Regions from separate parts of the Pan troglodytes genome. Here all the other regions are linked to region 4. A link is a contact called in public Hi-C data. All regions are on one chromosome and are shown on one strand. The core of a region is the stretch at or near the end of the contact, and the rest is flanking DNA. Distances in the headings are between cores, read along the strand shown.

Region 1 (5,553 bases), core at 2,188-4,687, 350 kb after region 4:
ATTACAGGTGTGAGCCAACGCACCTGGCCAATTTTTTTTTTTGGAGACAGAGTCTCACTTAGTCACCCAGGCTGGAATGCAATGGTGCGATCTCCACTCACTGCAACCTCCACTTCCAGGGTTCAAGCGATTCTCATGCCTCAGCCTCCTGAGTAGCTGGGATTACAGGTGCCTGCCACCATGCCCATCTAATTTTTGTATTTTTAGTAGAGATGGGGTTTTACCATCTTGGCCAGGCTGGTCTTGAACTCCTGACCTTGTGATCCACCTGCCTCAGCCTCCCAAAGTGCTGGGATTATAGGTGTGAGCCACTGTGCCCGGCGTCTTCCTGATTATAAAAAGGACTTTAGCATGCCTTAACTCTCCATTAAACAGCCTCCTCATCTTGTTTTTGTTGCCTGGAATTTTAAGGGCCCACCCACCTCCTTTTTTTTTGAGACAGGGTCTTGCTCTGTCACCTAGGCTAGAATGCACTGGCACAATCATGGCTCACTCAGCCTTGACCTCCTGGGCTCAGGTGATCCTCCCACCTCAGCCCCTCAAGTAGCTGGGACTACAGGTGCATGCCTCCACACCCAGCTAATTTTTGTATTTTATGTAAAGACAGAGTTTCGCCATGTTGGCCAGGCTGGTCTCGAAATGCTGGGCTCAAGCAGTCTGCCCACCTCAGCCTCTAAGTGCTGGGATTACAGGCATAAGCCACTGTACCCAGCCAACTTTCCCCTTTTTAACATAAAAAGTTGGTTATTAATTTTTAAATCCATCAAATGACATCTGGTATTTTACTGATTTATTTGCTTCTGGTTTCTTATATCCCATAACTGTTCTTTGGCTTCACCTTTTAGTTTATTGAAATACATCCGTTAATATTTACTTTTGTTTTTACTTTACCATCATTTTTCTTAGGTCTTTTTTTCTTTTTCCTGGAAGAAAAATTATAAAATTGTTATATAATATTTGATACGTATGAAGGTGCACAAATACACACACATGAACAGAACATACACCTACAAACTGTAGGTATGTTATGAACCATAATAGTAAGTGAATTCACCATAGACATTTCCAATAGAGTTCACTCTACATGTATAAAAACCTCCTACTTCCTTCCCAGAGGTAACCACTAGTCTGAATATAGTGTTTCTCATTCTTTTGCCTTCAAAAACATACATAGTAGGTTTTCAAAAATAGGTTTCAATAGGTTTTTTTTTTTTTTTTTTTTTTTTTGAGACAGAGTCTTGCTCTGTCACCCAGGCTGGAGTGCCGTGGCACAATCTCGGCTCACTGCAACCTCCGCCTCCCAGATTCAAGCAATTCTCCTGCCTCAGCCTCCTGAGTAGCTGGGATTACAGGCACGTGCCACCATGCCTGGCTAATTTTCGTATTTTTTTTTTTTTTTAGTAGAGACGGGGTTTCACCATGTTGGTCAGGCTGGTCTCAACCTCCTAACCTTGTGATCCACCTGCCTCAGCCTCCCAAAGTGCTGGGATTACAGGTGTGAGCCACCACGCCCGGCTTCAATAGGTTTTTAAAATAACTGTAATAGGTTTAAGATTTGCTTATGTTTAACTTCATAAAAAGTACTGTCACCTTGTGACTTGCCCTTTATTCAAAATCATGTTTCTAAGACTTAGTGTTACCGGTAGCAGCAGTTTTTCTACTACAGCTGTGGATAATATTACATCATTTGCATATACTACAATATATTTACTCATTCTCCCATAAGTAGACTTTTGGTCATTTAGATTTTTCCTATCAGTAGCAGTGTCATTATGAACACTGTTGTTTGTGTATGCCAACTGATGTGCTTCACGAGTTTCTCTAAGGCACGCACCCTGGAGTGAAGCTGCTTGGTGTAAATTATACCCACGGGCCCATCAGGTATCAAACTCCAGGCACCATTGGCTCATAGCTCTGGATTCCAGCAGCCTGTGGCTTAGCTCCTCCTGCCAGTTGGCCTTTGTGGTCTGTTTCTGGTCCATGATGAAGTTTATAATTTTTGTCCCTTGGGATTTCCCTTTTACCCTTTGCAATAGGTTTGGAACAATAGGGTCTGCCACTTGTGAACTCAAGGCATATTCATGATATGAAGTCACCATCATTTACTTCTTCAAATATTTAGTGGTCAGAACAGAGGCCGTTTCTGGAATTATAAGGTTGAATTCTTCATACGATGATGTAGCTAGATTTTTTACAACTTGGTTTGTGTGTAAGGAAGCAGGTTCTTTTCCCTGAGTGTAATGTATATCAGCACTTTTCAGTGAGGGTGATTTTATTTTTTTACCCAGGGGACATTTGTCAATGTCTAGAGACATTTTTGGTTGTCATGAATGGGGTAGGTGAAGGTAAAACTAGCATCTAGTGGGTAGAGGCTATAGATACAGCTAAACATTCTACAGAACAATGAACAGGGCAGCCCCCCACAACAAAGAATTATTGAGTCCTATATTCATAGTATTAGGGTAAAACCACAACCAAAACCCTACAATGTATAGGACAGCATTGCACAGAAAAGAATTATTGGGTCCAACATTTCAATAGCGCTAGGGCACCCTGATGTATGTGAAGATGATCAGTCATTGTGTTCTGAACGTATGATTCTAACACTAAAATTTGGGCCAGGCGTGGTGGCGCATGCATGTCATTCCAGCACTTTAGGAGGCTGAGGCAGGAGGATTACTTGAGCCCAGGAGTTTGAGACCGGCCTGGGCAACATGATAAAACTGTTTCTACAAAAGATAAAAGAAATCAGCTGGGCGTGGTGACATGTGCGTGTAGTCTCAGCTACTCGGGAGGCTGAGGTGGGAGGATCGCTTGAGCCCTGGAAGTCAAGCCTGCAGTGAGCTGTGACCATGCCATTGCACTCCAGCCTGGGCAACAGAGTGAGACCCTGTCTCAAAATAAATTAATATTTAATAGAGTCACAACATTTTTTGCTTTTTCCCCCATGCCATGTCTTTGGACGTGTGTGTTTGGAATGCCCAGGTAATACAGCTAGTGAATTACTTGCCTAATTTAGATCAAAGTATACAATTAGTGTGAAAAGAAAGATGAATTATCAAGAAGTAACGCAGGCTATGTGAAAAATGGCTGCGTTTAATTTCTATTTCTATCTGTCAGTGGAATTCTGTAAACGCTAGTGGACATTCTTCCTGTCCTAGCACGACTTCTCTTCCCAGCCATCTCAAGCTTTGATCAGGAATGAGAAGGGAGGCATTCCTACACACACCAGAACAGTGCAGTGGGGAGTTGGTCTGTGGATTTCGTGGAATTTTAGAAAAAAAAAAAAACAAAAAAAAAACAGAGCACATCTCCCACTACTTACTGGGCCCGGCTCAGCAATAGCATTACCCAGTAAATATGGATGAATGGATGATCAGGAGTTCCCGCAGTCTGGTTTGCTTCCCTTCCTGTTCCAGGTCTTTCTTTGTCCATGAACTGCTGAAACCTGAGAGGGGGCTTCCACAAAGGGAGAGAAAGGGGGATGGAGAAGGAGGGAAAGGCAGATAACAGCCGAATGTAATCAGCATTTTATTACTGTCCTCAGGAAGTAGGAATAGGAAAAAAGAAGTAGGTTGGAGCAAGGAAAGTTAATTATGTGAGGTTATTTGACAGGAAATTACTAAATACAAACAGACAGAAGAAACACATTTTAAAGCAGGATAGGAAATCTCAAGTTACTCCACTCTGTGCATTCAAAACCCCCAAAGCAAATTCTGAAAATAGCAGTTTAAACAAAAGCTATCTTATCTGATAAAAGTATTTCAAACACAAAGGGAAATTTATATATTGGGCAGGCAATCTTAAAATAAACCGATTTTGTTGATAGCACTGCAAATGTAATTGTGGGAAACCCCCTTCTGATGTCTGAATTTATCTTGTAGATGTTTTGAATTTGGCATTTCAGTTCTATAAAGGTATATGTGTGTGTGTATTTCACCTTGGATAATTATATATATGTGAAATAAAATGAAAAGTTTCTTATGTTTGTGTTTTTTTTCAGTATTACAAAATTTTGGGGGAGTTAGGTATTATTAATAGTTCCAGAAGACTGTTATATCAGTACAGCCAGAGAACTGAGGTGTTCTCTAAAATCTTTATTTCTGGAGGTCATATATTTTAAATGTTTTAATTGATGTATTTGATTAACATAATTTTTTTTATTGCTTTTCACCCGTTGGCAAAATTCGTAGAATTTTTGTAAATTATCCAAACATATTTGGTGTTGTTTTAAAGACTAAGTGATTAAGGAGTAGGACCTTTTCCTACCCTGAATGATTTCTGGTTCTTTAATGGCCTATGCTAAATAGTCAGTGTTGCAGACATAGAAAGGAGGGTCAGAAGTGGCTGTTCAGTAATCTGACCCTTTTAATTAAGGTTGTCATCCTAAGAAAAAAGACCCAAATAACAAAAAACACCAATAAAATACATACATATATGCATAAAGGGGCACACACACACACACACCCATATTTATATGTAGCTTTTCCAAAGAAAAAAGGAAGAAACTTTATTTTCTAGATCTTGATAGTAGGATTCTCTAAGGATTTTTTAAAATAGTTGAGATATTGAAGAGTCATATCATAGAAATTGGGTGGCTGTAAAATTGCACAGTCTGTGGATAAAGTTACACATTCCATGTTAGTTCAAAGAAAAAGCAATATTTTGAAAACATAAATGGAGCTCAAAGTCTGCATTCCTTTTAAAAGGCCAACACCTGTGGAAGGAATGCAGGTTGTTCCCACTTGACCTTCAACTGTGGAGCTGGGCTAGGTACTTCAGATGTTATGGTGGTCAAGTAGGAACCTCTCTCTGCAGCAGTGTCTCCTGGGACAGCACCTATCCTGTCTGTTGTCAGGAAGCCAACATATGGCGACAGCTAGGAATAATCAGAGAGTAGATCCTAACCCTTGCTTTGAGGAGCTTGCTTTGTATACCACGAAGTCTCACGGTGATGGATGAGTGGGTGTAGATAATGTGCAATAAGCCATAACCTCTCTAAGCAATCAGGCTTACATTTTGCAAGTCCTGGGAAAACCTGGGCAGACAGTATTAGCACACTCAGACTGAGTCCTCTGTGTGTAGTAGTTGAAGATAAAGACATCATTGATGTTCCAGACAGATTCTCATCATGCATAAATAATTCCTTAGGACGGAATTACCGTAGTTGCCTTGAGTGGCACTTCCCCTCCTTTAGGCCACTCACATTAGTTCAGCAGTTTATTGTGGCATCTGAAGAATCAAATGCACAATTCAACCTCAAGAAGAAAATTACAAATAGCATATTCTTTTTGAACCGTGAATGTATTCGTCCACACAATATTTGATGGGAAAGAGATCTGGCTCATTTTTGCTTTTTTCATTAGTTCTTTGTTTATTCAGTCAATATTTCTTAATTCCTTGATATATTCCAGGAGCTGTGGTGGAGGCAGAGAATGCAATGTGAAAAGCATTGCATTAGCAGGCAAGGTTGCTACTTCTTAGAACTAATAGTTTACTGTCATATGGTCATGCCTCCCCTATGCCCTAGCTTTGTGATCTTGGGCAAGTGAC
Region 2 (5,814 bases), core at 3,246-5,745, 430 kb after region 4:
TGATTTGGTGGTCTAGTTCTGGTCCAGTTTCTGAATCAGTGCTGATTGAGACATAGTACATGTAAACGTTTTCTATGCTCCCCTCATCTCTTCCCCTATCCAATGGGCACTTAAAATTAAAATGACTATCCTACCAGAAATTTGGTGGCCCAGTAATGACCTCTGGGTTGCTGTGTCTTTCCTGTTGTTCCCACTACTATTCAGACCCACTTTCCTTCCCCAACATGTTGTCATTTGGTGGCTTCTATTTATAGTTCTTCCAGCCACCTTGTATTAACCTAGTCTAGGATTATACCTGGGTTTCTGTTCCTAAATTTTGACTAGTTACTAAGGTTAATAATCTTGTCTTCCTCTAACGTGGCAGCTTAGACTTCAATTTATTCTTGAGAGTTGGAGTGCCTTCCATCTGAATTCTTTTTTTTTTTTTTTTTAAGATGGGGTCTTGTTCTGTTGCCCAGGCTGTAGCACAGTGGTAAAATCATAGCTCACTGCAGGCTGGAACTCCTGGGCTCCAACAGTCCTCCTCCTTCAGCCTCCTAAGTAGCTGGGACTATAGGCGTGTACCACCATACCTGGCTAATTTTTATTTTTTGTTGAGATGAGGTCTCGCTTTGCTGCCCAAGGTGGTCTCAAACTCCTGGCCTCAAGCTACCCTCCCACCTTGGCCTCCCAAAGTGCTGGGATTATAGGCGTGAGTCACTGCCCTTGGTCTGAATGATTCTTATCAAGACTGGTGATGGTGGCACCTAAGAACAGCTGGTGGTGACTCTTTGTTCACTGTGTGTATTAATTTCCTCTGGCTGCTGTAGCAAATTACCACAAACTTGGCACCTTAAAACAACAGACATTTAGGTTTTGACAGGGCTGAGCTCCTGCCAGAGGCTCTGGGGGAGAATCTGTTCCTTCTCTCTTCCAGCTTCTGGAAACTGCTGACATCCCTTGGCTTGTGGCCTCATCACTCCAATATCTGCCCCCTCCATGGCCACATTGCCTTCCTGTCTTCCATCTGTAGTCAAATCTGCCTCTGCTTCCCTCTTAGAAGCATACATGTAATGACATTTAAGGCCCAACTAGATAATTCAAAATAATCCCCCCATCTCAAGATCTTTAATTTCATCACATCTGCAAAGTCTTTGCATAGAAGGTAACATTTACAGGTCCCAGAGATTAGGACCTGATATATTGGTGGCCATTATTCTGTGTACTACACTGTCCATCTAGGTTGGGCCTGCTACTTCTCCTGGAAGTCCCACTCTTGACCATTTCTGAGTCATGGTTCAGTGCACTATGCCTTCCTGCTTCTCTGCCTCTTTGTCTTCCTCACCTCTACCTACAGAACTGGCCTTAGCAATGCTGTTGGTTTCCCCAAGGTCTGTCTCAGGCCCAGGGGCCAGGGCTACCTCCTGTTCCTGCTGCTTCTCTTCCTGTACACTTGCCTCCTTCTCTTTTATTGAGTTGTAGAAAATACCAAGTCTCTTTTCAAAAATCTCATCCTGTGATGCCTCCTTCCTCACAAAGACCTTGCAATCCAGGCCCTTCCAGGCTGTCTGCATTGTGTGACACTTAACTCGGACATATGTAGACATGCCTTGAGATGTGGGCTGCCATTTATTTATCTAAAATGCCCCTTCCCCTTGCTCTATATTGGGTGAAATATTGTACATTTTGCAAGGTCTTGCTTAAGTGTCAAATTCTCTGAGACTTTCCTAAGCCCCTCCCCTCCTCTTTTCCATACAGAATCAATTACATCTTCCCTCTATTCTTCCTTAGCACTCTGTTTATACTTGACTCAAACCCTTCCCACATTGTGTTATACTTTATTTTGTCTCTGTCTCTCCTTGCTGGACTTTGAGGTTCATGAGAACCAGGAAAAGGATATTATTCATCTTTTTTAATTTTAACCTGACGTGTAACTCACAATGCATCCTTGATATAATAATAATATGTGTTTAATTAATTGATTAATTTGAATTTTAAACTTTTCATAATTCAGAATATCTTAGAATAGATGAACATTTAATACTTTTCTCCCAATTTCCTTATGGACCCAAGAGTAATTATTTTCCTTAGATGGCTATGTACAGTCAAGCATGGCTTTTGTTTCCAGTATAAATTAATTTAAAATACTGTAATTTATGCATTCTCTTCTTTACATTTGTTCAGTGTGGGGGTTATTACCCTTACCCCTCTAGAGAGCCAATTTACTTATTTTATTTTATTTTTGAGACAGAGGCTTGCTCTGTCATCCAGGCTGGAGTGCAGTGGCTTGATCACAGCTCACTGCAGACTTGACCTCCTGCACTCAAGCAATCCTCCCACCTCAGCCTCCCGAGTAGCTGGCACCACAGGTGTGTGCCACCATGCTTGGCTAATTTTTAAAATTGTTATTGTTTGTAGAGATAGGGGTATTCTTGTGTTGCCCAGGCTGGTCTCAAACTGGGCTCGAGCGGTCCTCCCACCTCAGCTTCCCAAAGTGCTAGGATTACAGGCGTGAGCCACTCTACTTGGCCCAATTTACTTTAATATGAGATTTTTCTAAACCTTAAAGGCTACCAGTGTAATGTTGTCACTTGATTGTCTTCTTGTAGATCCAGACTTTTAAGCAGGAATTAGGAATGTTATCTGTGAAGATTGCTTCTTTTCACTTACTGGTGCTCTACTGAAACAATACTATTTTCCTCCCTTTTCCTGGGTGTTTTGTCTGAGTACATGCGAATGTCAGAGTTATTTTCCCTGCCTTGTCACTGGAATCTGCAGCCAGCCTCCCTGATTGTGAATGCATCCATGCTGTACAGCTGGCGTCTGTTTCCTATTTCTATAGCCGTGAGTCTCTCAGGGCTTTTGTAGAGAGTACGGGTGTTTTCTTACATTGCATGTCTTATATTTATGAGAAACTTAAAGGGCTTTGAGGATTTTCTTTTTCGGTATCTAATCTTCTAACAGCTCTCCGAGGTAGGTAGCAGGAAGTGTTATCTCCATTTTGCAGATGTTATAACAGAGGCATAGCACAACTTGATGTAGGCCCCACAGCAAATCAAGGGCTGAGTGGAAAAGGTCTCCCTAGTCTTTCAACCTCCACTTCAATGCACTAGTTGCCAGACAAGTTAATTTTAATTTTTAAAACCTCCATCCATTTTGGTTTTGCATGAAATTGTCAGCATTCAGGTGGTAGCAGTGCTCCAGTTCTAGTACTACCTTTCCCATCTTCTGCATCCTTCTAGAATCCCTTCTTGCTTGTCACGGTCACACACACTCATAAGTGTGTCTCTCTTTTTATGTGTGTATATATATATGTAAATAAAGAAAATAAAAATATATACTCTTTCTTTAAAAAGAGTTTCTATACAACATTAGGTTCTGCAGAGGGGTTGTTTGGTCTGGGGACTATATGCAAATATGAGATTTCTGTATTAGCAGCATATCTGATACTTTCCAACTAGTTTTTTTTTTTCTTGTCAATCGAACATACTATGTAGATATTAGCTGTAGGCAAGGAAACATTTAAAAATATAACTGACATGGGCAATATAGTGAGACTCTGTCTCTACAAAAAAAATTAAAAAAATTAGCAGGGTGTGGTGGCACATGCCTGTGGTCTCAGCTACTTGGGAGGCTGATGTGGGAGGATTGCTTAAGCCTGGGAGTTGGAGGCTGCAGTGAGCTGTGATCTCACCACTGCACTCCAGCCTGGGCAACAGAACAAGACCCTGTCTCAAAATAAATTAAAAGTATATATATAACCTATGACAATGGGAAACATAAGAAATACTATAAAACTGGATATCAGATACTATTAATAAGTGAAATAAATGTTTTTACTCAGGTAATTCCTCTATGTGATTTATGGTATCCTCAAAGTGAGCTCATACTGTAACTTTCACATAACTTTCCATCAAATGTGAAGATTTTTTTCTTCTCTCAGGGGACAGTTAATGCCTTTTGGTAAATGTAAAACTGTACTGCAAATGTCAGTTCCTGATCAGATTTGCCTGAGTCTCTAAAGGGAACACGACAAGGGGCTTTGTGCCTGCTGTGTAGGGTGTGTGGTAAGGCGTCTTTCTTCCTTGTGGCTGAATTTGGAATGCCCTGCTCTTTCACTAAGTGCCATTAATTACACTATTGCTCCTAGAGCACTGAACTGCCTAGCAGGGAATTTCTCCCCACTTTCTGGAGTCTCTGGGGCAGTTTCCATTCATTGCTGTGGGTGGTGGTGAGGCACAGGCTCTGCACCAGCCGCCTGCCTGGAATCCGCCTGGAGACCTCTTTGTGATTTCCCTGAGCTGGGAGAGGGGATTTGGAGCACCTGGTGGGGGGATGCAGCTTGCCACCCTCGTCTTCGTCAGCCTCTCCCCTCCACCCCCTGCACTTGGGAGCACCACCGGGCAGCAGTGTTTTTGTGCCTTGAAACCTTTTGGAGCCGCTGGAATGGAGGCCACCCAGAGCTTCTGTGAGCAGCTGTAGCTGCAGATCTCCTATTGGCCAGAGCAGAGAATGTTCTTACTTATCTCCATTGAGCATGGGTGGCCGTGATCCCCTCAGGATAATGCAATTTCTCACTGTCTGGAGGTGGAAGCTATTGTCCTGCTCTCCAGCTTGTTGTTTGAAGTCGTTTTGTAAGGCTTCCGGCTTCTGCTGACTCACAGACACACACAGAAAAACTCCCTTACTGGCTTGCTCCCTCCCAAGGCTTTTGAAATGGCTAAGGAGATAACAAACCTCCCCCCTGCAAGGGGGTAATAGCTTAAATAGTAAGTAGAAAGAACTGTTTTGTACATGTCCACAAAGTCTGAGAAACTTCATCTTCCTCTTTCACTGCTCACTCCGTTTCCTTCCTTGTCCCTTACTCCCCTCTTCAAAAGTTTTGGGCTGAGCCACAGGCCTAAATGTGGTTTGCATATGATTTTACAGAGGCACAATTCACATCTGGGGACTTTTCGGATTAACAAGTTGAAGGATGCCATGTTTGTTTCCCCTATGGAAAATTGCCATTTCTAATGAACATTTTATGAAGAAGCCTTCTTCACTTACCTCTCCCACTTGTGATAAACTGTAATTAAAATGTATGAAGAACTTGATTCATGGTGTGTGCACCTGGGCTCTTCGTGGAGTCTCTCTTAGCAATATGCCGTGAGAACAGACTGGCAGTTGATAGATTTCTAAAGCAGAAAATCAAGCTTATTCACAATAGAAGCTTATAGTTTTAAAAACCACATGGATAAGGGGACTGTAGTTTTGCAAGATTTGGCAGTCATCGATGAACCCAGTAGCCACAGTGACCGAGACTGAAAATGTAGAAGGCTAGCTTTCCTTCTTAATTACTTTTAAACTACGTTAGCAAATTCTCAGGGTCAGTGTGATAGTGATAGTTTCAATGCTTGATTATAGTGATATTTTTTTCGCATAATAATTTTTTTATGTTCCCGTAGCATAAAACAGGTCTTTTTATTAATTAAGGAGAAAGAGAAAGATTGCGTAGAAAGCATTCTTATGTGGTAGCATGTGTGAACTTCTTATAATTAGCAACATGTCCTCATTGCGCACTTAGAAAAATCCAGTGATATAAATCCTCTATTTTGTGCAGTCACTATTTGCCCAACTAAATCATTTAACTGATAACATTCACACCTTTCTCCATGATATTTTAGAATAATATCAATGTACAAAAATAGTCTCTGTCCTTTCATTGTCGTCAGTTTATGAAAATACTGCCAAAGAGTTGGAAAACAAAGTTTTCTCATGTTTTACAACACAGCTCCCCTGGGCCACTGGGCCTAATTTGTTCTTAATAATTTTCAAAAGAGACTCCATCCTTTA
Region 3 (5,967 bases), core at 1,689-4,188, 510 kb after region 4:
TAAATTCTTGGCTTTATTGGGTTTGTGTCCCTCCTATGCATTTGCAATTCAGGGGTTAGAGTAAGACTTGTGCAGACAGCTCAAATCTCTGTTTGGCTTCCAAAGCATTTGTGATCTTTATTTGGGACTGTCTCATGTATGCTTATTTCAGGAATTATGCTGATAGTTTTGTGAGGTTCATTCACAAATTAAAGGATTCCCTTCGCTTTCTGTTTTATCTGTGGGATTCTCCTTAAACTCTCGGGCTTGCAGGAGTCTTTCTTTTTGGTTTCTTTTGCCAGAGAAACAGGATTTATCTCAGAGTTTATCTGCTTCTGCAGCTGCCATTTCCTCACCATTTTGCAACTGAGGTCTACCCTTGAGATCATATTGCACAAGAAAGAAGCAACATGGAAAACTCATCACTGTGCAGGTCACTTTTCCAACTTTTGCCTCTCTTCTATGGTTTGTTTGCTTTTGAGAGGTGGTTGTTTTCTTAAATGTATTTTATTCAGTTTTTAGTTGTGATTAGAATGAGGAATGGGCTACCATGATTGAACTAGAATGTTTATTAATTTTTTTTTGCCAGAAAAAAATACTGATTATATGTCAAGGTATAGAACCTGTCTTTTAAAATTAACCAAACCAAGCCGGGCACAGTGGCTCATGCCTTTTGAGAGGCCCAGGTGGGAGGATTGCTTGATCCCCGGAGTTTGAGACCAGCCTGAGCAATATAGTGAGACCCTGTCTCCACAAAAAAAATTTTTTTAATTTAAAAATTAGCTGGATGTGGTGGCTTGCACCTGTAAGTTCCAGCTACTCCAGAGGGTAGTAGTTGAGCATGGTAATATGGTAGTACTGAGATGGGAGGATCACTGGAGGTCAAGGCTTCAGTGAACCATGATCGTGCCATTGTACTCTAATCTGGGTGACAGAACAAGACCCTGTCTCAAAAAAAAAAAAAAAAAATTAACCAAACCATTGTGACAGATGAAGTTCTGTCTTCATGAGTCAGTTGTGTAGAAAAGAGCAAAAGTGATTGTTAAATTGTGACTATTACACAGACATGCACACACACACAATTTAATAAAATAGCTGCTTGTGATACTTTAGATTTCACATTCCACCTATTCTGTGTACTTAGTATTATTGTCAGTGAGTAAAAGACAACACTGTGTTTTCCTTCTCCACTGGGTTATTAAAGATAAAACCAATTGTATATTTGAAGTGCTTGGTGCCATCAGAATCAAGATGTATGTAAATTAAAGTGGTATTATTTTTCTAATGCATAACTAATTCTTAGATATTGTTAAATCTCTTTACGACTGATTCTTTGAGATGATTTACGTGTAAGGCTTAGTTAAAAATCAAGTTTAAAATTAACATTGGTGACAATGTTTCTTGTTGTCAAGTTCAAATAGTAGGTCAGTGACAACTTCCTTATGAAGTCGAGTTTACATAGTGATACAATATAAAAATCAAAGGATAAATTACTGTGTTTGATGCACATTTTGGATGTAGTATCGTTTTCTTTTCTTTTTTCCCTCAGAATAATCAAGGGCTAATGTGAATCCTGTGTTATGTATTTCTACTTTTTTGATGGTGATTAGTGACTTTTAAGGAAATGAAAGAATGAGGGCAGCAAGGCCATTTTATGTAGCATTGAAGTTAAATTGTTCTTTAAAAAAATAAAGGATGTATGGGCATATGATAAACCATAAGATTTTCCATATGCTTATGATACCCTTCTGACCCTGAATTGGATCAAATTATTTAAATATGGCTCAGATAAGAAGCACATTGCAGTTCAGATGAAAGAGTATCCTAATGGACACTTTCCAAACATTTATTATTCTTGTTTGCCTTTTGAAATTGTGGGCATAGAAATAGCAAGTCTCTGAATTTATGTTGTTATTTGTGAAATGATGAACTATTTAGACATTTTGTTATATGATTATGAGAATTTAAAAAATACTTATCTGATTAATCTCTAATTTATTGTATCACATGACCTCAGTATTTCACAGTTTTCAAAGTTGAGATATAATTGGCACTCGGTAAAATGCACAGATCTTAAATGTAAAATTCAATAAATTTTCACATAAAGTCTATACACTTTTTACATATATTACCCAGATCAAGATATAAAACATTTCTGTCATTCCTGAAATTTTTATTGTACCCTTTTCCTTTCAATAGCTCCCACCCTGCAACTAGAGTCAGTCACACCTTTGTCAGCATAGATTAGTTACCTGCTCTTCAGGTGCATATATATATATAGCAGCATACAGTGTGCACTCTTTTGCATAATGTTTTCAAGATTCATGCATGTGTTGTGTTTTCATCCATGTGTTGTGTGTTATTTCATTTATATTGTTGGGGAATATTCAATTGTATCAATATTCCCCAGTTTCATTGTTCATTTTTCTCTTGCTGGACTTTTGACTCACCTCCATTTTTGAGCTATCATGAGTAAAGCCACTTAGGACATTCCGTATGTCTTTTTGTGAGACAGTTCTCATTTTTTACATTAGATAATAAATTTATTATGAATTCATATGTAAATTTGCCTAGTTGGAGTTCTGTTTCATGTCAACTTTTAGAATATAATTTGCTATAAAAAGTGGTTCCAAAAGGTGAAAGTTACACTAAAAAATTCTAACATTATTTGAAAGATTATTCTTCCTTTTTTAAAACATGGATTATCCATATTTGATTCTCCTGTGTAAACTGCAAGGAAAATTAAACTTTATAAATCTGTAAAAAGCATATGAAAATTAAAACACTACACACATGACATTCTTACTTTTTCCAAACAACTGATGTAACCATTTCTCCCTTCAAGGGCCAGCCACATGGCTCCATATCCTTTCTCCACCATGCTATTTTACTATATTATAGTAAGCAGTGTATTCACCCATCTCCCCATGAGACTGTAAGCTCCCTGGAGACAAAGACCATCTGTGTCTTTTCTTTTTATCCCTAGCTTCTAGCGCTTTCCCTGGTACATGGTAGGTACACATTCTATGTTGAATGAACTGAACAACTGCCTTTTGTCTAGGGTATATATTTGCTTTGCAAAAGTTGCTTTTGCTATGGAAACACAACATACACTTAGCTTTAGCTCAAGAATTTACTATTCCCTTTATGTCTTAAGGCTTTTGTTTAATACATGAGCTGACTTATCCTAGTTTCCTGTTTATGTAAAGTATGCTTCTGATGAAAATATACACTACTAGAAACTTATAAAGGGTTGCTGTTTTATTAGTTTAATAACATGGTTAAAATTTACTGATGTGTCATTGAGAAAAAACAACTTCAAGCGAGGACAACACACACACACACACACACACACATCTTTAACTGATTTTTTTCTTCGAGAGTATATTGTACTTAGCACACTATATACTTAGTGCATGGAATATAAACATCACTTTGCTTATTTTTATTGTTGGCAAAAGATACAATATCTGTTTTACACAATTAAAAGACCTTGAAATTATGCATGATTTTTATTACTACTGGGATTTCCATGTTGGATCAAAGGTCATCATTCTAATCGTCTCAGGCTCCCTTTTTTTTCTTCTAATTGATCATTGCAGTGCCCATCTGTCTGTGGCTCACGGTGTAACCTTTTTTGATAGGGGCAGGGTGGCAGATGGACAGCAGATGGGAGTTTTGCCCTGCCTCGTGGTTCAGATCTTGGCCCAGGCACGAACTGTCAGAGATTGTCAGTTTGTCGTCTAGGCTTGTGGGCTCCAGTGCTGTGTTTGGCACCTCAGCCATGGGTCTGAATTGATGCCAAGCTGGACCAGCTATTTGTCATCGTGACTAGTTAATGACCAACATTAAGGGTGGGAGCACCTAGTGAGTGTGTAAGATAACCTAGTAGAATTGTGCTTTCTACTGTGAGCTGGATCCCCAGGACCCGAGAGTCAGGTCATTCTCCGGATAGAAGTTACAGAATTAGAAACATGTAGGTGTCTTACAGGTATTTACCCACTTTAAAAACAACACAATTTCCCCAAAGTTTTCCTTCCTATACAAAACCACATGAGGACATGAGTGAAAAGTAGAGGTAGATAGACAGTGGCTTGTGTTTTTGTCTAATTGTTGGACAGTTGTCATCTTCTGGAATTCCTAGGGGTACTGCATGATTGAAACTTTGACTATTGATAACATTTTGAATGCAGTAACTGTGACTGCTTCTGCCATCACATTAAAAGACAGTTCCTAAGATTGCTAGTCTTTTCAAAAGGAAAGAAGAAAGCCTTTAAAAAAATTTATTCTGAACTATCAGCACACTCTTTTTTTTTTTTTAATGTGTGCATGAATTTACTGCTTTACAAGTGACTCTTTTCATTTCAATAGAAACCAGATTGAAGTAGACAGACGAGGCTGGGTGAAGTCTCCTAATGGAGGGTAAACCTTGGCAGTGACCGTGAATAAAAGGCAATAATGAGTCAGAGTGGATGCTGAGTTCTGTGCTTTTTCTTATTTATTTAATTTCTTTAGACTTAGAGCTCCACGGAGATCATATTGTGCCATTCCTTAGCTGAGCTGAATCCCAATTTTGATGAATGACACGAGAGTTTATATAATGAACATGTGCCCACAGATCTCTAAATAAATGTCCACAATAAGTATGGAAAACTGTCCCACTGTCTCTACCAGGGCCATCAGTAACTTCTCACCCAGTTGTAGAGATCTTTAGAATACTCCATTTCTTTCCTGTCCTCTGAACTAAATCAAAATATTATGTCCTGATAGTTAATAGTATCTCTGTTCATACAATAGGTACATGATGACATTATTAGACAGTTTATTAATATGAATTGTCCACATTTGAATATTTTCTTGTATTCTGGGAGTCAGAGGTTGCTCCTACATATTTGTAATGAATTATGCTGCTCCAAATTATATGAACAACATTGGATTGTTATACTCAAATAAATTATGTTTTCATTCACTCCAGATATTCTCTCAATTTGATTTAGGTATCTGCAGTGTTGACCACCACAAGGCACTTTAAAATCTACATTATAACAGATGGCTAGACAATCGTTTACTTAAACCTTGAGTAACCCCCGTATTATAAAATAAATATACATTTTATTCCATATTCCATCAGATATTCTTTTATCTCTTCAATTTTCTTCTTTCATAATTGAATATATTTAAAAATTGTAAAACTGTGCTTATATCCTCAGGTAAGATAGTGTGTGTATGCATTTGTCTGCTTATCTTTGTAATTATTGTTCAATTTATATATCTGACAGGTGACCAAGGTGCTTGTATTTTGGAATCTTGGCATTGTATCTGTGGCTTCCTTGAGACCAACTCATTTATTCTTTCCTTTTAAAGGAATCTTGAAATAGAAAAAAAAAAAATCTTATTACGGTGCTACTCAGGATGGCCTAAAGGACTGTATTATACCCCGGCTAGCTATTAATGTACTTTAACTTGGATCTTGCTAACATGATTTCAGGTGAGGTGTGGACAGGATCTAATTAGTTATAAATCTGTAAATGCTTGAACAGAGGCTAGCTTGAAATTCTCCATCTCACTGATGCTGCTGTAATACTCTAATCCCAGAAAGCTGTCTTAAATGAATTTCCATTAGCCATGGAGTTAAGGGAAAGTCATGAACTTGAGGAAATTAAGCAATGTCTGTGACTTAGCCAGTTAGATAGAAGCTTTGCTTTGCCAGTACGCTATCTGCTTCCCCCTAGTCTTGTTCTTGCTTTGGGATGGCAGTTCTTAGATAACCACCACCATGAGCTGTTCTACAGAAATGTTTAAGCTATCTAACACCGAACGTCTTCTATAAATAGCTAATTTCTTGTGTTTAATCATCCTTTAGATTATATAGTACTTATGGATTACAAAGTGTTTCACTCCTGCTTTGTCTGATTTTTTAAACCCCCCATTAGGCAAGCAAAGAAGAAACCCACATAACCAAGAAAACAAATCAAAGTTCAGCATCCA
Region 4 (5,757 bases), core at 1,905-4,404:
GCCAGGGAGAGCGCTGTGCCTGCGAGACCGAGTCGCTGCGCTCCGGAAGGCGTTCTGCCTGAAGGAAACCTCTTTTTTTTTTTTTTTTTTTTTTTTTTTGAGTAGGGAGTGGCCTTTGCACTGGCGTCCTTAAGTAAGGCGCGTCGTTTCTCTGCAGCCGCTCTCGGAAGCCGGAGAAACTGCATTCACTTTAGCAAGAAGACAGGGAAACTGAAATTGATAATCCCCCGACTTGGGTTACCTGATCCAGACAGGAAGCTGGTCTAGGCTTCCCCAGTCACCCGGAGCTCCTGACAAGTGAGCAGGAGGCGGCGGGTGGTTGCCCTAAACTTTGATTTATGAAAAAAAATCAGAATTCATCGACATACCCTGTTACTCGTTGAGCGTTTAAGCCTCTAACTAAAGAAGGTACAGTGGTAGGGAGTGGTAGGGGGGTCGGGAGAGGAGGAAGGGGGAGAAGAAAGAAGACTGACTATCCCCACGATTTCCTACCTCGCCTCGCGGGCGCAGGGAGGCTCAGCGATGCCACCTGGCGGCTGCTTCTCCCCAGATTGGGAGCCGGCTGGCTGCAGACAAACCCAGGCTCTCCCCGGGTGCCGTGCCTCTCTGCCTCTAGAATAGAAGCAGAAGCCTGTATTCATGCTTGCAATCCAAGTGGCCCTGCAAACATTCGTCTTCTGCTTGTTTTCTTGAGAAAATCGAAGGAAAGGAATAATGAGTTGGCATTGGCATGAACAGCTTAAGCCTACTGTGTGCTAGTCACTGGTTATGAGAGGAAAATGGTACAATTGTTACAAATGCAGGTTTCTTAACTCTTAGCTTATTCTAGTGATAAAAATAAATGCTAGGTTTCATTTACCCCAGAATCCTATTTTGATATTTTGCAAATATGAGTTATTTCCATATATTATTTTTCAATGCACGCACCCCCACCCCCATTACGCGCTGAGCCCAGTTACAATGCAATGTCATCAGCCCAAAAGGATGAAGTGCAAGTTATGTTTGTCTACTTGACTGAGAAGTAAATCAGCCTCACATGGAGGCTTCTTTTCCATAAAGTGTGGACCCAAAAAAACTGGCGCCTTTCAGTTGACAAAGGCCAATGACATCAGATTTCCCAGGGCTTCTTCCTTGTCAGGTAAAGTAACAACTACACAGTTTTTCCTCCTCTTTATTTTATTTGAACTGAATACTTGTCAGGTCTGACTAGCGCCTACAATCATAGTTTCTATAACCAAGGCAAGGCAAAATCTTGCAAATCAGTGCAAATCCAGATTTGTTAAACTAATTTCCATTCAGGTCCCTCCCTCCATGCCAAAGGAATATATTAAGCAGTGGAATAGAATCTTATTTCATCTATGCCCCATACCATTGTATGGATGTGAGATTTTATGTTGTGTAGATGTGTGAGAGCAGAAGAAATGCATTAGCAGATATTACACTTACATCTCAAATGGAATTCCATCATTTAAGGGAATAAAATAAAATACCTAATTCAAAATTGGAAATGTCTAACATCATTGCTAACAAAGACAGTTTATTATTCTAAACCAGGATTTTTTTTTTCTGCAAAATTATCTTGGCTTTCTCTTAATACAGCTAAAAGACTAGCATTAAGAATTACTTCATGTACTGCAAAGCCAGCAGAGGGAACACTGCGTACTGATTTAGTAGGGGCCACCAAATATCTGGTATTTGGGGAAAAAAATGTCAGTAATGGAGAACTGATTACAGAGCATAGGAAGTTAGGGAATGAGAAGGGAGAAATCTTTTCTCATTATTTGGTATTGAGAGGTCCAACACATTCCAGTGTGCACACACTTAGTTGGTCACAAAGATGACTTTAATAAAAGGGCATTCGTCATATGTTTTCTTACATTCTAAGAGAACTAACCCATTAGAACAGATCTATTTCAGAAGTCTAGGCACTTGTGTAATATATAAATATATATACAGTAATTATAAAGTCAATGGAAGTTACTGATACCATATTTCATCAAGTCTAAGAGGAAATTTTTCTTTTCATTTCAACTCTTCCTGAAATAAGGAGGCATCCTACATCTAGGGGGATATCACAGTTTCATTGGCAGCTTTCTTCCTTGGTGGAATGTAATATAATGGTGTGTCTTAAAATTTGTTGGATTTGTTGAAATACAGAAAATACATGTAACAAAAGAATGAGGCCAGTGGCTGTGTTTTAGTACACCCTTTAAAAAATCCATGTGTTTTAAGCAGAAACATATATGACTGCTTTAACTTCCACTCTTCCCTATCATATTCGATGATGGAAGCATAAATGACTGAGAAATATAATCAATAATGTTGATACTCAACTTGACTGAATTATCAAACTAGCTACACCCTCAAATCATTAGTACAAATTCAAAAATAAATATTCTTTTTTATCCTAGTGAAAATATTGATCTTATAGATAACAGCCCTCTTAAAATAATTTTTTTTTGTCAGATTGGTAACATTTAAGGATGTGTTTCTATGCACACCAGAGAAAATGAAGTATATAACACAGCAACACTGTTATGCAAAAAAGGTGCCTGTGTGTTTTTGGTTTGGGTTTTTCTTTTTTTAAGGATTTGTTTCTCCTTTTTTAAAAAAATTATGTAATACAAGTAGCTAATCGTCAAAAATTATTTGCTTTTACCCACAAAAACAGTTTTGCTTGTGGTTGATCCTTACAGATCCAGTCAGATGGCTACATAGGGTGTTCTTTCCAGTAAAATTCTAAGTCTGACAACCTGGGCCTATTGCCAGCCTACATACTTTAAAAGTTTGACAAGATACATAGAAATTTACTACCCAGCACTAGTTTAATCTGAATCAAAAGCTGACTTAATTATTTTGGATTGACTTTACCTAACCACTTATGGTTAGCCTGAAGAATATTAGTTTCCTATTATAGTGTTAAGGAAAGCTGATTTTTACTACAATTCTAATTTTCAGACATTGGAAAACAAGTAATTTCTGTAGCCAACGTTTATTTTGAATACCTTGGCATCCTTTCTTTGCCACATTCTTCTTAGTATTCTTCATGGAGTTTCTTTCTTTTAAAATCAATGGAATGGCAGGGTTGCCACTATTGTCCTTCTATGGTTCACATCAATGATCTGTGATTACTTTTTTTTTTTTTTTTGAGATAGTCACACTCTATCACCCACACTGGAGTGCAGTGGCTCAATCTTAGCTCACTGCAACCTCCTGGGTTCAAGCAATTCTCCCGCCTTAGCTTCTCGAGTAGCTGGAATTACAGGTGCATGCATCCCTGCCCAGCTAATTTTTTAATTTTTTAATTTTTAGTAGAGACAGGGTTTCACCATGTTGACCAGGCTGGTCTCGAACTCCTGACCTGAAGTGATCCACCCACCTTAGCCTCCCAAAGTGCTGGGATTACAGGCATGAGCCACCGCGTCCCGCCTGTTATTACTTTTTTACATAAGTGGCTATTCTGTTTTAGCCTCTTGAACAACATGCAGCTTTTACTAGGAGTGTGTCTGGCATCTGAATTAGAAAGGAAGGTATTAGTATTCATTGAGGGCTTACAATACATCAGGTGCTTCATAGTCACAAATTCATTGAACCCTCATAAAAACCCTCTATAAAGTAGCTCCTAGTGTTCCCATATAATAGATGAGGAAAACTGAGACTTGGCCACATCCCCATAGTTACAAACCATTAAGAAGGATTAGCAGCCAGGTCTACTATGAATCCGGAGGCCCCATTCTCTTCTGCTACCAGTTATCACCTCCTTCTACAGTTTCTCTTTGCCTTGATTTTTCAGTTCCCTTCGATTCAAGTAACAGATAAGAGGAAATATATAAGAAGGAAAGGAGGAAGATGGCTTTGGGAGGAGGAGAGGGAAGAGAGTGAAGCAATCTTTAATTTTGAAAACAGGGAAAACAAATATTTAGAAAGTAAAACCGATTTCCATCCTTTACATGCCATTATACATCCTATACAAAACTCTGGAAATCTGCCTATTGAGGTAATTACGGAGCACTACCTAATGTGTTTCAAGGGAAAGCTCCCCCGTTTGGGCTATGCAGGATTTACAGGGAGTTTAAATCATTAAATAACCATAGTTGACCCTTGCTTGGTTAAGAGAGTAAGCAATTATTGCAAAGTCCTCTTCCCTGCCTTCCACAAACAGCACAAAAACGGTTCTGAAGGGATTTACACAATACATCAACATCTGTGCTGTACCTAGAGTTGTTAAAATAATTGTGATGACAGGTGTCCAGGTACCACTTTCTTAATGGTTTTCAATATCCATTGATTTATTGTTTTGTGGCTTTCTCTTCCCCTTTACAGCTTTGGCTTTAAGAAAGAGCTGGGGAACAGATTTTGCACCAGAGGCTGATTCTTTATTCCAATGCTGAAAAGAACTAATAAAAATAATCACTTGGCTTTTAAGCAGAAAGCTTCCATTTACAGTATTTCACCCTTACCCCGCCCCGTTCCAAGCCCCTTGTTATCTAACATAATGGTTAGAATACATTTCCGTCTCTCCCCTTAATAATTTCATGCATTAACATCCTCTTCACACACTATACACACACGCACGCGCGCACACACACGCGCGCACACACACACAGCAAAAGGAAAAAAGAGGCAGCAGAAATCTCAGCTGTACTTCTAGCCCTTTTAAAAAGTTTGCTCTGTAAATTGGAATGAGGTCAGATTTGGAGCTTCTCATTGCACGCGGAGATTATTATTGCATCGGGTTCCAAGCCAATGGGAAGCCCGGGGGAGGGGTTTGGCATGAGGAAGCGTTGGTTACAGCAGCTGATTGGCTGCAGCCAAGACTGTGAAAGGATAAAGAGGCGCGAGGCGGAATTGGGGTCTGCTCTAAGCTGCAGCAAGAGAAACTGTGTGTGAGGGGAAGAGGCCTGTTTCGCTGTCGGGTCTCTAGTTCTTGCACGCTCTTTAAGAGTCTGCACTGGAGGAACTCCTGCCATTACCAGCTCCCTTCTTGCAGAAGGGAGGGGGAAACATACATTTATTCATGCCAGTCTGTTGCATGCAGGCTTTTTGGCTTCCTACCTTGCAACAAAATAATTGCACAAACTCCTTAGTGCCGATTCCGCCCACAGAGAGTCCTGGAGCCACAGTCTTTTTTGCTTTGCATTGTAGGAGAGGGACTAAGTGCTAGAGACTATGTCGCTTTCCTGAGCTACCGAGAGCGCTCGTGAACTGGAATCAACTGCTTCAGGGAAAAAGAAAAAAAAAAAAAAAAAAAAAGAGTTGCCTGGGAGGCCGCGAGAAACTTGCATTGGAAGCTTCAGCAACCAGCATTCGAGAAACTCCGCTCTACTTTAGCACGGTCTCCAGACTCAGCCGAGAGACAGCAAACTGCAGCGCGGTGAGAGAGCGAGAGAGAGGGAAGAGAGAGACTCTCCAGCCTGGGAACTATAACTCCTCTGCGAGAGGCGGAGAACTCCTTCCCCACATCTTTTGGGGACTTTTCTCTCTTTACCCACCTCCGCCCCTGCGAGGAGCTGAGGGGCCAGTTCGGCCGCCGCGCGCGTCTTCCCGTTCGGCGTGTGCTTGGCCCGGGGAACCGGGAGGGCCCGGCGATCGCGCGGCGGCCGCCGCGAGGGTGTGAGCGCGCGTGGGCGCCCGCCGAGCCGAGGCCATGGTGCAGCAAACCAACAATGCCGAGAACACGGAAGCGCTACTGGCCGGCGAGAGCTCGGACTCGGGCGCCGGCCTCGAGCTGGGAATCGCCTCCTCCCCCACGCCCGG

Evidence for each region. Hi-C and Micro-C count contacts between places; a contact is called where the count stands out from the background.
Region 1: a Hi-C map of induced pluripotent stem cells shows a contact between it and region 4, with 2.2 times the contacts expected there. The contact joins the enhancer-like site here to the promoter of SOX4 in region 4. A contact is called at or near these places in 2 of 7 Hi-C or Micro-C datasets (both in induced pluripotent stem cells) and 1 of 1 datasets of contacts at active chromatin or transcription factors (stem cell-derived excitatory neurons).
Region 2: a Hi-C map of stem cell-derived neural progenitor cells shows a contact between it and region 4, with 5 times the contacts expected there. The contact joins the enhancer-like site here to the promoter of SOX4 in region 4. A contact is called at or near these places in 1 of 7 Hi-C or Micro-C datasets (stem cell-derived neural progenitor cells) and 1 of 1 datasets of contacts at active chromatin or transcription factors (stem cell-derived excitatory neurons).
Region 3: a contact with region 4 is called in a Hi-C map of stem cell-derived neural progenitor cells, with 6 times the contacts expected there. The contact joins the enhancer-like site here to the promoter of SOX4 in region 4. A contact is called at or near these places in 1 of 7 Hi-C or Micro-C datasets (stem cell-derived neural progenitor cells) and 1 of 1 datasets of contacts at active chromatin or transcription factors (stem cell-derived excitatory neurons).

Annotation. Positions count from the first base shown.
Region 1 is chr5:27,891,229-27,896,781 of NHGRI_mPanTro3-v2.0_pri, forward strand. No RefSeq gene overlaps it. Among named protein-coding and RNA genes, the nearest start is that of SOX4, 350 kb to the left of the region's middle. Within about 2 kb of position 3,438, at least 4 of the 24 cell types and tissues checked have an H3K27ac peak or open chromatin away from gene starts, as enhancers often do. A contact at or near this core is called in induced pluripotent stem cells, where this site is marked.
Region 2 is chr5:27,969,091-27,974,904 of NHGRI_mPanTro3-v2.0_pri, forward strand. No RefSeq gene overlaps it. Among named protein-coding and RNA genes, the nearest start is that of PRL, 280 kb to the right of the region's middle. Within about 2 kb of position 4,496, at least 8 of the 24 cell types and tissues checked have an H3K27ac peak or open chromatin away from gene starts, as enhancers often do. A contact at or near this core is called in stem cell-derived neural progenitor cells, where this site is marked.
Region 3 is chr5:28,048,508-28,054,474 of NHGRI_mPanTro3-v2.0_pri, forward strand. No RefSeq gene overlaps it. Among named protein-coding and RNA genes, the nearest start is that of PRL, 200 kb to the right of the region's middle. Within about 2 kb of position 2,939, at least 1 of the 24 cell types and tissues checked has an H3K27ac peak or open chromatin away from gene starts, as enhancers often do. A contact at or near this core is called in stem cell-derived neural progenitor cells, where this site is marked.
Region 4 is chr5:27,538,941-27,544,697 of NHGRI_mPanTro3-v2.0_pri, forward strand. SOX4 (SRY-box transcription factor 4) reads left to right here and starts at 3,155. Exons shown (of 1, transcript XM_527244.9): 1 at 3,155-5,757. The coding sequence starts at 5,648.